Linked DNA regions of Sus scrofa: all the other regions are linked to region 1. The links are chromatin contacts, called in public HiChIP or PLAC-seq and promoter capture Hi-C maps. All regions are on one chromosome and are shown on one strand. The core of a region is the stretch at or near the end of the contact, and the rest is flanking DNA. Distances in the headings are between cores, read along the strand shown.

The links. Promoter capture Hi-C pulls out the DNA fragments that hold promoters and counts their contacts. HiChIP or PLAC-seq counts read pairs in DNA pulled down with a chosen protein or histone mark.
Region 2: a contact with region 1 is called in an H3K27ac HiChIP or PLAC-seq map of alveolar macrophages. The contact joins the promoter of NRDC here to the promoter of PRPF38A in region 1. A contact is called at or near these places in 1 of 5 promoter capture datasets (liver), 6 of 47 Hi-C or Micro-C datasets (embryonic fibroblasts, heart right ventricle, liver and 2 more) and 2 of 2 datasets of contacts at active chromatin or transcription factors (alveolar macrophages and skeletal muscle).
Region 3: a contact with region 1 is called in a promoter capture Hi-C map of fetal liver, with 3 times the contacts expected there. The contact joins the promoter of SELRC1 here to the promoter of PRPF38A in region 1. A contact is called at or near these places in 3 of 5 promoter capture datasets (fetal liver, fetal skeletal muscle and liver) and 5 of 47 Hi-C or Micro-C datasets (alveolar macrophages, embryonic fibroblasts, fibroblasts and 2 more).

The regions. Positions count from the first base shown.
Region 1 is chr6:159,817,845-159,820,682 of Sscrofa11.1, reverse strand. It overlaps PRPF38A (a long non-coding RNA gene), which reads left to right and starts at 1,431. Exons shown (of 10, transcript XR_002345201.1): 1 at 1,431-1,773. ORC1 (origin recognition complex subunit 1) reads right to left here and starts at 1,381. Exons shown (of 17, transcript XM_005665420.3): 1 at 1,054-1,381.
Region 2 is chr6:160,297,638-160,300,475 of Sscrofa11.1, reverse strand. NRDC (nardilysin) reads right to left here and starts at 1,375. Exons shown (of 31, transcript XM_003127978.6): 1 at 822-1,375. The coding sequence starts at 1,165.
Region 3 is chr6:159,510,402-159,513,239 of Sscrofa11.1, reverse strand. It overlaps SELRC1 (Sel1 repeat containing 1), which reads right to left and starts at 1,378. Exons shown (of 4, transcript NM_001243594.1): 1 at 1,201-1,378. The coding sequence starts at 1,306.

The DNA.
Region 1 (2,838 bases), core at 182-2,681:
GCTGCATTCGCGGCATATGGAAGTTCCCAGGCTAGGGGTCTAATCGGATATACAGCCGCTGGCCTACGCCACAGCCACAGCAATGTGGGATCTGAGCCAGCCGCGTCTCGGACCTACACCTACACCACAGCTCAAGGCAACTCCGGATCCTTAACCCACTGAACAAGGCGAGGGATCGAACTGCAACTTCATGGTTCTTAGTTGGATTCATTTCCACTGTGCCATGACGGGAATTCCTCCTTTCTTTATTTTAAAAAATTATTTGAATGTTATGAAATATATACAATTCAAACAACATTCTGCATTCAATTTCAGGGAATTAATAAATCTTCTAAAGTCCACATATTGCCCTTTGTTACATTAAAAACTGTTGCAGAGGGACTTGATAAACAAAATCTAACATCAGAAACCTCCAATGGCCATCTCAAGCACCCAATACAGCAGGGAAGAGGGTATCAGTTTTATAGAAAATTAAAATCGAAAACTGACATATCTAATCATTACAATTTTGCAGATTAGTAGCCTAGGGTAAGAATCTCGCATCTCATGACTTTTAAGTCCAATCCTTTTTTCAACTGTCAAAAATAGAAGGCCCTTTTATTCCGGGGTTAGACTAGAGAAAGTAAAGCAGGGGCCATAGCACTCTCCTCCTGGAAAGAAGGTGGATACGAGAGAGCCTAGCAGTTAAGAGCAGCTCATCTGGGACTTAGGTAGGAACTCAGGCCGCTTAGTCACGAAAAGGGACTTAGACAAATCTCTCTGCGAACTGCTACACCGTAAAATCGGATAATAACTTCTGCTGTTCCGCCTTCCCCGTGGTGCTTGTTACACTCCGCCGAAAGGAGGAAAAGATGCGAATACCATGCAGATAGAAGGTTCATATGTTTCAGGTCATTACTAGGTCTCAGGGTGCTGAGGACAAGAGCGTACATGCTTCTCTGCTGTTGGCTTCCGGCTTCCCCACTGCAAACTCGCAGTCCCCGACAGAGCAAGGGAGCCTTCAGAAATCCAAAGGTGGAAAGAAAAATGCTCCTACTGGGCTCAGAACAGTACCTGGCACTTAATAGGCGCTTAGGAAGTATCTGCTGAATGGATCAACGTCTGAATGAGTCCGCCGAGAACTCTCCCGCCCGCGGGACGCCACACTCACCGGGGGCCGAAGCTTGCTCGAGCTGGCGCAAGCCTAACGCTTCCCACCGTCTCCGCTTCAGGAGCTCATGGAGTTGCAGCAAATCTAAACTGCCCAGCTGGACTCTTCTCGCAGCTGCCAGTCGTGCAACAGAGCCGAAACTGGCGCCTAGCTAGGAATCCAAAGAAGGTGAGGAAAAGGAAATTCGCGCCAAAAGCCGAGGCCCCGCCCCTAGGCTGTCTCCACGTTCCGTCAGCAGCCTGCCCTCCGGCCCCGCCCATCTAGGGAGGGGACGCGTGACGTACTTCCGCCAACGTGCCCTGGGCCTCGGTCGCGACGCGATTCACGGAAGTTCCTGAAGCAGAAGCGATTCCGGTTTCAAGAGGATCGGCTAAGCTGTTCAGTGAGACTTCCTCCAACTTTCTCAGGCCCTCTCGGGTTGTTGTTGCTTTTTTTTAACCTGGATGTGACGTACTAAAGGAGTCGACGGAAGTAGAACCGAAGGGGTTCTAAAATGGCGAACCGTACGGTAAAGGATGCGCACAGCATCCACGGCACCAACCCTCAGTATCTGGTGGAGAAGATCATTCGGACTCGAATCTATGAGTCCAAGTATTGGAAGGAGGAGTGCTTTGGCCTTACGGGTGAGCAAGAGCGCGTCGACCCCCCCCTTCCCCCACCAGCCCTGGGCGTCCCGTGGCCCAGTTCTAACCTGTCGAATGGGACTGGTCCCGGGGTGGGGGGGGACTGGTCCCGGAGGGTGGGACTGGAGGGAATCTCAGTCTTTCAGAAAAATCTGAGTGCCCACTCTGTGCCTAGTCTTGTGTTGGGCTTTGGGGACCCAAATGGGTCTGATAGGGCCTTTATTCTGAAGGGTGTCAGTTTGGTTCTTTGAGTCATTCCATGTTTAATGGTATCTTGCTAGGTTCCAAACAGTGTTAAAAGTTCAGGGACCCTGAAGATCTTAAAGGAACGTGAATATGCCTGAAACCAAATTCATGATCTTATTATCCCTAAATCTGGCCCGTTTGCACTATTTCCACATTCCGGTCCTGGTATGAATAGAAGCTCTTCAGAGAAACCTTCCAGGCAGTCTGATCTTTGTTGAATTCTGGCTCCTTTTTTGTTCACTGTTCCACCATTGTAAGAGGAACATAATAATATCCACCTCAAAGGTTGAAGGTTTGTTCTAAGGATTAAGTGAAATAATGTATAAAAAGTGTTTGGTATGGTTACAGTATATGTTAATAGAAAGTACTCAGGAATTAGTAGGGGTGGTGCTAATTGTTACCACTGTTAACCACTCCAGTGCTGTTGTTACCGCTCCTGCCAGTTTGTCCACAGAAGATTCATACTGTTTTTATGAGTTGCCATTAAATTTTGGAGTCAAATAAGTTTGCTCCGCGGGCCTTTTCTCATTCCATAGTTTTTTCCTTAGATGATCTCCATACCACAGTTACAGCCTACATATAGATGCCTTCAAATTGATCTCTTCAGCCCAAATTTATATGAATCTAATTCTAAAACGTGCCAACTCAATATGTTTCAAAAGGCAACTCGTGACCTTTTCCCCCAACACTAGGTTACATTCCCTTGTCATATATTTTCATTGATTTCCGTATCTTTCAAATACTGATCCCATTTTAAATTAAATTATGTTTTCAATGCTTTCTGCTTTGCCAGACTGTAAACTCCTTAAGAGCACTGTG
Region 2 (2,838 bases), core at 126-2,625, 480 kb before region 1:
AATTTCCTCAACTTGTAAAATGAAGCTAAGCAATATGATCTCTCTTTAAAATAATTATAGTCATGACATTCTATGGAATAGGCTACCTGCGAAGAATATACTCAGGTGGGGATTGAGCCTCCAGATATTAGAGATGTTTAGAGGATTATGATACAAACCAAAAGTTGAGAATTGCGGGATGAGAGGAAACCTTACAAATCTTCTATGATTCACCCAACTGAGACTCAAGCCCTCTCTAATATATTCTTGGAAGATGTCACCCAACCATTCGAGCATTGAGAAAAAAACCATGGAAGTAAGTCACTTCATTTCAGGCCAACTCTGATGCCTAAGTTCTTTTACTGAAGCCACATGACCCTCCAGTAACTTCCACCCATTAGTTTTACCCCTCTTTCATCTACGGGCACCTGGAATGTTTGTGGATAATGATAGTATTTCCCTTAAATATCCCCTCCAAAATTAAAATCTCCAGCTCCTTGAACCTTTCCTCATAATACCAATACCCCACCCCACCCCCCGCCCATCCAGCCTGCTTTCCTCAGAGAAACCTCCATTCTTGCTTTAGCGAGTATCAAAATTATTCCAACAACCCTGCCCATTCTGACATCCAGATTCCTTGTGGAACCCAAGTTTTCCCCCTCGTCCAGCTCACACATCACGGAAGCCTCTAACTGCTCTTGACACCTCCATCCAAGGAAGCTTTGGGGCTGGGAATGTGCCCCTGGTGCTCCTTCGGAAGATTCGGAGACAAGAAGAGACCACAGCGGCCACTCTGAGGCCCTCGCCCTGCTTTCCTCCCTGGTCTAAGCCTCCTCCCTCACCGGTATTGCTTGGGGTCGCTGGGAGACTTGACGATCTCAGGGTCTCCGGCATTACTGACAGGCACCCTCCGTCCCTCCTCCTCAGATTCGTCGGCTCCCAGACGGGCAACCCGGCCGCTCTCGCCCAAATCCTGTCCATTGGGCTGCAGGTCAGGGCAGCTGCAGGTAGACTTCGCCTTGTTCCTTCCAGGCATGGTCAGAGTAGGAAAGGGTCTGGCAGCCGCGGAGTCTTCGCACCGACCCCGCGCTTCTACTCTCCACAGCGCCGCGAGCTCCCGCCCGGCCTCACACCACAACTTCCTCCCGGTGGCACTGACTGCAGCAACCGTGACTCTCCTCAACATTCACCACCAAGCCGGAGTAATGGGCATCCCGCTCCCTAGGGCCCTCCTCCTCCTCCTACTTCTCCAGCCGCTCCTCCTCCTCCGCGTTCCAGAGGCGGTGGCGGCCGGCGCTGGTGCTGCCGCAGCCGCCGGGGAGGACAGGCCTGAACCCCTCCCCCAATCCGGTCTCCCCCAAGCCAACTTCCCTCATCCCCCCCACCCTCCCGCCGTCGATGACGCAACTGACTTTAGCCAATAACAAGGCAAGATAGAAGTCATGTGCATGTGATCAACCAATGGGAACAAGGAATAAAAAAGAACCAAAGAGACCGGGCCGGCATCTCGCAGCACGCAGAGAGCTCTTCGGGACACGGAGTGGGCGGGGCGAGAGAAAAGAGGCGGAGAGAGGGACGCGGAGGACGACGGGAGAACGGCGCCTGGGAGGCTGCGCAGCGTTTATGACGGAAGAGGGGAGGTGGCTTGAGGTAGCAGCTGAATAGTGCTCCACCGCTCCGAGAGAAATATTCCCCGGATGAGAAAACCGCTAAGCGAGTGGAGAAAATTAATTTCCAGGCTTCCCCTCCCCTCACTCATGTCGTATTTTGCGTATCATGCCCCTCAGACCTGGGTGGAGTTTTGGCCGTGACTCGGCACGTAAAAAGCAGAACGCCGGAAGTGTTTTTCTGCAGCCGGATGGAAGCTGCGTGGGAGTGGAGCTGAGCGGAACCGGAGAAATAGCCGCCGTGCTTCTCCTCCTTACAGCTTGCTAGACCGTCGTGCACTTCGCCTAAGTGTTTAAAAGACCGGTGTAAATGTGTTCACTCTTCTATGCGAAAACATTTTGAGCTTCCCCCAGAGACTAGAGTCCACAGTTAGTGTTAGCCAACTTTCGCTGAGCAGCCACCTCCTGTCCCTTAAGTCCGTTTCCCCAAGGTTTTTTCCTGCCTTCAGTGGCCGTTGGTGGGCAAGATGTGATTGAAACAGACGTACTTGGAAAATAAAAAGCAACTGATGTGGTACTAGGTGTGTGATTTACTAACCTTGGCATAAGCAGTTGTAGCACACAAAAGGAAGAAACATGGTGAATGCAGAAGCACTTGAAGCAGAGATATCTTGATGATTGTTTTAGGTCTTTACATTTTTCTAGGCCTCCCCAGCTCCAGATATAGGGAAGACAATCATGAACAAAACAAAATTTGTTGCCTTCTTGGAGCATGCATTCAAATGGGGAGAAACAGAATAAAATAATTTTTAAAAAGTGAATGCTAAGGGAGTTCCCTTCATGGCTCAGGGGAAACGGAATCTGACTAGTATCCATGAGGACGCAGGTTCACTCCCTGGCCTTGCTCAGTGGGTTAAGGATCCACTGTTGCTGTGAGCTGTGGTGTAGGTCTCAGATATGGCTGGGATCTGGTGTTGCTGTGGCTCTGGTGTAGGCCCGCAGCTACAGTTTCAATTCGACCTGTAGCCTGGAAACCTCCGTGGGTGCAGCCCTAAAAAGGCAAAAAGGGCGGAGGTGGGAATGCTAAGACAAGAAATGATGATGGATAGGAAAATAAAGAGTTGGGAAGGAGAAGCCCAAGGAATCAGAAAAGAAATGGTAAAATCTGGAGTTCCTATAGTGGCTCAGCAGTAACGAACCCAACCGGTATCCGTGAAGACTCAGGTTCGATCTCTGGCCTGAATCAGTGGGT
Region 3 (2,838 bases), core at 129-2,628, 310 kb after region 1:
CATGAACTAGCCTTACTGAACAACCCTGGCTTCTTAAGATTTAAGCCATCACACTGCAGAGCAACTCTGTGTAGTTGGTCAGCTTCAAGCTAGACTCCAAGCTGTTGATCAGCATGGGAGTCTTGATCTGCTCTGTGTCCCACCTGGGCCAGTTCATTCCTCCTTAGGCAACCCAGTGGTCTCCCATTCCTGGGAAGTCACCATATTGATCCCAAACTTAGTGTGGACATCTGATCCACATGGCACATTGTAGCCCAGAACTCCTGGGCTCAAGGGATCCTCCAGCCTCAGCCTCCCAAGTAACTCCTGGGACTACAGGTTCATGCCACAGCGTGCAGCTAGACTGCAAGCTACTAGAAGACAGGCCCAGTGCCTTTTTTTTTTTTTTTTTTCTTTTATAAAAATAAAGTAGGCAGGAGTTCCCTGGTGGCACAGTGGATTAAGGATCCAGCACTGCCACGCTGTGGCTCTGGTTACAACCCATGGCCCTGGAACTTCGGTGTGCCACAGAAGAGCCACCCCCCTCCCCCCAAAAAAAAGTAGGAAGAAGAAAACCACTCCAAAGGTACTGGCTGCTCTGGGCAACCTCTCCTGCACATCGCCCACACAGGGAAGTCAACTCATGTTCCCAGAACACACTGAGCACACTCACCTCGCTGCGCCTTTTCATTGGGCCTAGCTCTGCCTGGCATGGATCTCCTTTACCTTCTACACTTTGTTCAAATGTCACTCTCATGATTCTCCCTAATCACTCGATTTAAAACTGCCTTCCTGAATTCTGGTACCTCTCAGCCAGTTCCTTTTCCCACTGCACTTATTAATTTCTAATATGCTACACATGTGTTTCTCTGTGTTTACTGTCCAGTACCCCCACTAGAATGTAAGCTCCCTGAGGACGCGGCTTTTTATCCGATCACTGACGTAGCCCCAGGGTCTCTCCTCCACGTGCCCAAACGCTTCTTTTCCTTCCCGCCCGGCCTCCAGGCAGAGCATTCTCCCGCGGCGAGCCCAGCAAGTCCTTGCGGAAGCCAACCGACCCCTCCCCGCCCCTCCACAAGGCCGTCTGTGTCCCACACACCCCGTGTCCCCGGCCGGTGACCCCTTCCAGATCCCCTCAGAGATCCCTCACGTGACCCGTCCAACTCCCGCCCCTGCGTCCGGAGCCCCCACGTGAACCTAGGCCGTGCTGGCGGGGCTCACCGTCCGGGTCCTTCTCCTGATAGCACTGGTAATTGCACTCCACCTCCATGTTCTCCAGAAAGGACTTCACCTGCTCCTCGTCCTGGAAGTCCACGAGGCCCGCCATGGCTCTCGCTCGGTCAGTCAAAATCACCCCGCCGCTCTGCCCCGGCGCGCGCCGTACGCCCGCCCAGGTCACGTGAGCGGCGGAGGGGCGGGGCTTGGGCGGGGCTTGCCGCCGAGGTCCGCCGCTCCCTCCGGCGGCCTGAAAGCCCGGCGCGCCGGGAGCTTGAGCTTTTCCTCTGCTCTCTGGCTGTTAGGCTTTGGCTGTCTCACCTTTTCCTCAGGTCTGGTAGCAGTCTTTCTGTAGCACTTTACTGTGCCAGTCTTGTGGCTTTAATGCTTCTCCGCTTCTGGTCATTTATCTCTCCATCTGTCCGCTCTTTCGTTAATTCGGTGTTGCCTAGGCGCCTACCATATGCCTCACCAAGTGCTTGGTGCTAGTAATACAACAGCGAGGAAGTATGGGTCCTGCCATTAAAGGGCTTGCAGTTTAGAAGGAAAGCTTTTGTTTATCCATTCAGCAAGTATTTTGAGCACCCATTATGGGCCAGCTGTAGCTGGACAAACCAATATTCTTAAGTCGCTGCAAGTGCAGTGAAAAGTCTGATTCATCTCTCTTTTCCTCCCATTCCCACCTTCTGCCTCCAACATGAGTGACCCAAGGAATGAATGGCTGTGGAAGATGATAGCCGGATCACAGTAGCAGTAATAATACTGTTATAATAGCTAATGCTTAAACAGGGCTAAACTTTGTTTCAGATTCTATTTGAAGAGCTTCCTCATTTAATTCTCATGAAGGCACTCATTGTGGGTAGGAGTTATTCCCCCCATTCTGCTGATGAGGAAAGAAACTGAGGTACAGAGAGTAAATTGTCCAAAGGTCACACAGGAAATACGAAATTTGCTGTGCAATGAATATTTTTTGAATAAAAGAATGAAGTACAAAAGGAAAAGTCAAGGATATGGGAAAGAAAAGAGGAATTTCAGCTGGTTTTTGCTTTTTCTTCTTAGAATCATCAGTTCCATAAAGCCTAGACTGAACGCTCTCCAAAGACAGTCAGTTCCTATTTCTCTTTGAGTCCCAGCCAGCCCTCGCCTATGTCCCTGAGGGGAGCTCAAGTCCTTGGTTTCCCAGCACCTCTAGCATTGCTTCCAAATGGCTCCACTATTAACCTATCCTTAAGGGCGTCAGAGAATGGACCACTTCCAACCACGTCCTTGTTAGAGAGTAGCTTGCTGAACCTGGGAAACGTCTTCGAAATTCCAGTTTTATTTTAAAGATTTAAATGATTTTACACTCAAGTCCATAACACATCTTTCATAGGATAACACATTCCAGTTGTCATTCCACATTTACTAGTGGTTTCTTAGACACCTGATCACCTTGGGAGATCCTTTAATACATCTCTCATATAGAGAAGCCCCAACCTTTGATTTTGAGATCACCTCTCTTTGCCTGGTCTCCAAGACCCTCTAAGTGCAATCTGACTCTAGCCTTATCTCCTGCCTCTTCTCCCGCATACCTCACCCAACTTTCTGTTCTCTGGATAGGTCCCAGATTTGTGTCTGTTTACTAGTGCTCTTGACACTTGGACT